2 separate regions of the Mus musculus genome follow, and region 1 is linked to region 2. Evidence: chromatin contacts called from public promoter capture Hi-C data. All regions are on one chromosome and are shown on one strand. The core of a region is the stretch at or near the end of the contact, and the rest is flanking DNA. Distances in the headings are between cores, read along the strand shown.

Region 1 (2,989 bases), core at 374-2,873, 1.1 Mb before region 2:
ATTAACTAGCTCATCCCAAGTGTCCTGGTAGTCATACTAGTCTGGCTTTTAGGGTGAAGACACCCCTCAAAGACAGCGCTACTTCCTCTTCTCCAAGGCAAGACCCTTGGGCAAACATCTGCTTTAGGTAAGCCCTTCAAGTTGAAAATTAGTGGGACAGTGACTGCTTCATGCCAACTATAACACAGCAGGCAATATTTGCTTTGTTTCTTCTATTCATGGTTCAACTAACCATGGGGGAGGGGAGAAGAGCCAAAGATGGTCAACTAAAGTTGATACATAATGGCAGTGTGAGTTAGTGAAAGAATCCTTGTCTATTGTACTTAGGTTGGAACTCCAGCACCAAAATATCAGGAAATAAACTAAGTTGACAACTGTACACCAACAGAATTGAAGCAAAAGCAATGGTGGGCAGGGGTGGGGACATCAAATCAAGTTACTCCTCTGTCACGGTTACCATGGTTGGGTAACAAGAGAAAGCCTGCTGTGTAGGGAAGAATGACAGTCCAGATTTAGGGTTGGGCTGGTGGAGAAGGCTGCAAGGAGGGGTGGGGTTGGGAGGCAGGACGAGCTTGAGGGACGCTTTCGTGGGTTAGGTCAGAACATAGGTCCATTCTGGAACTGGCCTCCCTCCCTGTTCTCAGTAGATTGCCAAATCCTAATATTAGTTTGAAACCTCTCCACCTTCCAGGAATTCCGAGGTCTTCTGTAGCCTGGGTAGCCCCTGACCTCTAGCAGGACTTCTCTAGATAGGAAAAGACACACGTTCCTACTGGGGTAGCACTTGTATCCTGGCTGTGGTGCTGACTGTGCACAGGAAAATCCTCTAGATATGGGCTGGGTGGAGACCATCACGGGACATTGGTTTCTGAAAATGCATTCCGTCTTTTGTCCTACTCAGGAAAACTGCTGTTGGGAGAGGACTAATTAGCCTCCAAAGGTTGGAGCTAATTACTGAGTCCATTGAAGCACACAAGACCCCATCACAGCATCCTGTGGGTACTCCAGGCTGGCGGGGTGGAGAGGCCGCTCAGCAGCACAGTATAAGTGAGATATGAAGTCCTCCTAGCCGGCTTCGGAGTCTTTTTCCTGTGCTGGTGTCCCACCCTCTCCACCTGCTTTCCTCCTCAGCAGCCTGGGGCTCCAAAGCTATCAGAGTTGCCTGGCTGGAACAAGTGCAGGCGCATCTCTAGGTGAAGGGGGATAGTGGCTGAACCTGGCACCGTGGGGCCACAGGGCTGCGAGGAACGACGCTGAACCTCGGGTCCCATCACCTAGCAGCCCGGGGTGGGGTTCTTCTCGCCCCTTCCCACCCTGACCCAGGCAACCACAGACCATGCCGCTGGCTCGCAGATACTGCACCCCAACCCCAGGACTGCCTCCCCAGCTCGGGCTCCCGAGCGCAAGTACTGAGCTCCCGCCCCGCCCGGCTGGGCTCAGCTCACCCTCCGGTCTCGGCGCCAGAGTCCACGCAGTCCTCTTCCTCACCGCCCGCCTTCGGGTTCATGGCGCGCGTGCCGTCCGCGCTCCCTCGGCCCCGGGGACCCTCCGAGAGCCTCGTCTCCGGCCTCCGCAACAACCCGGCCCCGCGAGGAAGCCGCTCGCCGCGCCCTCTCGCGGCCGCGCCCTCCCCGCCCTCCGCTCGGCGCTGCGCGGGCGCGCCGGGTGCCACCAGGCGAGGATCCGAGCGGGTGCACGGGATGCGCGCGTGTGCACGAGCGCGAGCGTGAGTGCGGGAGGTGCCGGGGGATGGACTCTCTCCATGAGCGAGGAGTGCAGTGGGCGTGGAGTGCAGTGGGCGTGCAGTATTTATCTTGCAACCCGCCTGGTGCATGCCAGCGCTGTGCGTTCTATAGTGACTGGTGCGGGCCCCATGTATGGAGTCTAGTAGCAAAGCTGCCCTCCCCTGGGTCCACAGTAAAGAGTCTGGAGTCCCCGGGCTTGCCCAGAGATTTTTTTCAGCCCCATTCTGCGAGCAGTACTGGGAAACACCCACCAGCGCAACCAGGGCAGAGTGTGATATCGCCATTTGAGGACCAGTTAAAACACGTGGGTGTTTCTCAGAACTGCAGACGTTGAATTCATTATCGCCTTGCTCACTGACCCAACTTGCTAGAGAATGTATTCTTTTGTTATCTATCTTAAAATAACACGAAGAGTCCTGGGTGTGCTTCCATTCAAAGGGGTCTGGCAGCAAGAGGGTGATGGACATTGACGTTGTTAAACCCAGCCATCCCTTAGGATGGGTTAATAATTGAAGTAGCAGGAAGTCATTTTTCCACTCTAGCCAGTGAGGCAACTTGGGAGCGGCGGCGGTGGTGGGGTAAGAACAACTTAGACTTAATTCTGGTGGTGTTGTCATTAGAAGCAGTGGAAGGCACTTAAGTGTATGTCGTATTCGCTTTTGTAGGGTAGTGCTGAAGACGCAACCTTGAGCATGTTCTGCCAACCAGCTATGACCCTGTCATCTTTTCTTTTCAGACAAGTTATTTAACCTCCTGGAGCCTTAATTTTTTCGCATATTGGGCTACTGCTATCTTCTCTGTCTGTTGTGAGTTACAAGAGATCACGTCTGTGATCGTCCCTGAACCTCCATTTTGAGTTACAAGAGATCATGTCTGTAAAACAGTTTGCGTGTGAGTTCTGCTACATGCCAAGTACTGGTTACGGGAGCTGTCAGTGTCCCAGGTGAAGGCTAGCTACCTGCATGCCCTCTCAACTGGCACAGCGGTGTCACTTCTGTGTGACAAGCTGTGAAGAACAATCCTCTTCCTTCCTTCCTTCCTTCCTTCCTTCCTTCCTTCCTTCCTTCCTTCCTTCCTTCCTTCCCTCCCTCCCTCCCTCCCTCCCTCCCTCCCTCCCTCTCTCTCTCTCTCTCCCTCTCTCTCTCCTGCTCTTCCCACTTTACATATTTGTCATTGCTTTCGGACTCTAATTTTAAACACATTACACAAAAGAGAAGGGCAGTAGACAAAAGCAGAGTAGAAAT
Region 2 (2,700 bases), core at 82-2,581:
CTTCACATAAGCTTATATTGGCAGAAGATTCTTGTGGTGGTTTGAATAGGAATGGCCTCCTAGCCTCATGTGTTTGATTGCTTGGCCCATAGGGAGTGGCAGTATTAGGAGGAAATATGACACTATGGGGTGGGCATTGGGTCTCCTATGCTCAAGCTAGGTCCCTCCTGGGGCACAGTCCCTTTCTGCTGCCTGCGGACCAAGATGTAGAACTCGCAGCTCCTTCTCTAGCACTGTCTGCCTGCATACCTCCAAGCTTCCTGCCATGATGATAATAGACTGAACCTCTGAACTGTAAACCAGCTCCAATGAAATGTTTTCCTTTATAAGAGTTGCCATGATCATGGTGTCTCTTTACAGCAATAGAAACCCTAATTAAGACAATTCTGAAATGTAATAGTCTCAGATAATAATCAAATAAAGTCCACCTGCTGTAAAAACAAAAGCAAAACAAAAAACAAAACAACCAACCAACCCAAATCAACCAAAACCTGTTATTGTTCCAATGAGAAGCTAAAGGGAGATGGCAGTCTGGAGTCTGCAGCCCTAGGGTCTGATTAACTGCCTGAAGGTTACATTGTGTGTTAAGGTGGACTAAGGCATGGGGTCATAGAAAGGTAGGGCTGCCAAAGTGAAGGCTGCACAAGGATGCTTGGAGAAATCAGGGGATACTAGAACACATTTTCTTTTTTAATGAGAATTTACTAGTTACTGTTTTGATCTGACAGATTTTTGAGACCAACAATGTCTCTGTTCTCATTGAGTTTAATAGAGGTGCAAGAAGCAAGCATAAACACACACATCACACTCACATGTATTTGTGGAGTGGAAACAAGCGTGCTATTTATAAAACCGAAGCAGAGCAAAAGAACAGGGTTTGAGGGTGGCTGCTATTTGAGGAGACCCTAAAGAAGCCAAAAGCGCAAAGCACGCGTGGCCGTTCTTTTTCTAATTTTCCAAGCTGTAGGGAGCAAGGTGCGCCCCCGAAGCTCCGCCTCTCTCTCCCGATAGGCCGCAAGGTGCCATCTCCAGAGTTTCCCCGCCCACCACCCCGCCCAGAGGTGGGGCTTCGAGCCCGCGCTCAGAGAGCGCCGAGCCGAAAGCGCGCGCACAGCCCTCCCGGCATGCTTCTCGTCCTCTCACGGCGTGGCTCAGACCCGCGCCTGGCATGCTGGGAACTGTAGTTTCCGCCCTCCGCCCCGCTTCAGCGGTGGCGGTAAAAGCGACTAGGTCGGGCTCCATTTCTAGCACATGACTAGCGGCTGTGGGGAGGCCCTACGAAGGGGTGAGGGCAGGGTCACCGCGACAGCCGGCAGGCCAGCGCCCTGGCCTTCTCCGGCGCGCGCCTCTCCTCAGCGCCGCCCCCGCGCCGCGGCCACCTCGCGCTCCAGGCGTCACGGAGCGCGCGCTCCTCCCCCTTCGTCCCCTCCCGCTCGACTCGCCGCCGCCGCCGCAGGAGCAGACGCCTCCGGAGCCGCGCGCAGCCATGGCCGAGAACCCCGGCTTGGAGAACCACCGCATCAAGAGCTTCAAGAACAAGGGCCGCGATGTGGAGGCGAGTGTGCTCCGGGGCCGGCCGGGCCGGGCGGCTGGGAGGGGAGGGGCGGGGGCCGCGGCCGCTGGCTCTCGCCGGCTGGCGGTCAGTCGGAGTTGGCCGCCGCCTCGGGGCGCCGCGGCCCGGGCAGCAGCCGCCCTCTGAGCGACTAGCGCGGCACCTGGGACCACTGAGCGCTCGGCCCCGCTGCGCGGGCGCGGCCTGGCGTCGGAGGGGAAGGGATGTGGAGCCGAGGCGGGGTCCGCGGGCCGCGCGGGAGGACGGACCGGGATGCTGCCGGCCCGCGTGCCACCCGCACCGCCGGGGCCGGGCCGCGCCGCCGCTCGTGTCCGCAGCCGGTGCAGCCTCCCGCGCTGCCGCACATGGAGCCTCGGTCCCCGCGCTTACCTTGTGCGAGCCGGGCCCAGGCGGGCGGTGGCAGCCCTCAGAGGGGGGTGGGGACCAGCCGGGTAACTGACTTGTTTGAGGGTGGTGGATGGGGGAGGGTAGGATGCGCCAAGACCATTTTCTTATATTCCAGTGCGGTCCTTTGGACCAGTCTTCCCGAGCTGTTGCAGCTCATACCCCTGTGACTGCTGGCATTTAGAGCGAGCTAAAGGTGGACAATAGTTTACCATCTATTGTGTTGAAGCTTTGGGAAGGAGGTTGTGCAGACCTCTGATCTTGGGTTTTTTTTTTTGTTTGTTTGTTGTGTTTTGTTTTTTGTTTTTTTAAAGCTCGTCTTGGAGTCGAAGTGTGAATAATAGGAAAATAATTTCTTTCACCTGTTTTGCAGAAATAAATTGGATACATAAGATTCCTACGTCCTTGTATATACCACATGCCACCAAGCTAGTAGATTTTCCAAGTGGTTGCAAAACTGTAAACATTCATTGTGGTCACTCAGTTTGCTGCTACTCAGCATGTTGCCATTGTCTCATTAAGGTGACATTAGCAGCTACTATTTGCAAACTCTGCTTATTGAGGTAGCGCTAGAGGTCTCACTGCTCCTACTAAAACCAATGAAGTGTAATAGCACAAACTTCACTGGGACCCAACCTCTGGATTTGATGGGGGAAATAGTTTTAAGCCCATCCCCTTTTCTCTATTCTAATAGTAGGGAATATGATTTGTATAGTCCAATAGTTTTTGGTAAGAGGCTAGTT

The links. Promoter capture Hi-C pulls out the DNA fragments that hold promoters and counts their contacts.
Region 1: a contact with region 2 is called in a promoter capture Hi-C map of hippocampal neurons, with 3 times the contacts expected there. The contact joins the promoter of Fam124a here to the promoter of Kpna3 in region 2. A contact is called at or near these places in 3 of 39 promoter capture datasets (the 3T3-L1 cell line, hippocampal neurons and stem cell-derived epiblast-like cells) and 1 of 115 datasets of contacts at active chromatin or transcription factors (astrocytes).

The regions. Positions count from the first base shown.
Region 1 is chr14:62,554,371-62,557,359 of GRCm38.p6, reverse strand. It overlaps Fam124a (family with sequence similarity 124, member A), which reads right to left and starts at 1,623. Exons shown (of 4, transcript NM_001243857.1): 1 at 1,446-1,623. The coding sequence starts at 1,507.
Region 2 is chr14:61,438,578-61,441,277 of GRCm38.p6, reverse strand. It overlaps Kpna3 (karyopherin (importin) alpha 3), which reads left to right and starts at 1,331. Exons shown (of 17, transcript NM_008466.5): 1 at 1,331-1,555. The coding sequence starts at 1,487.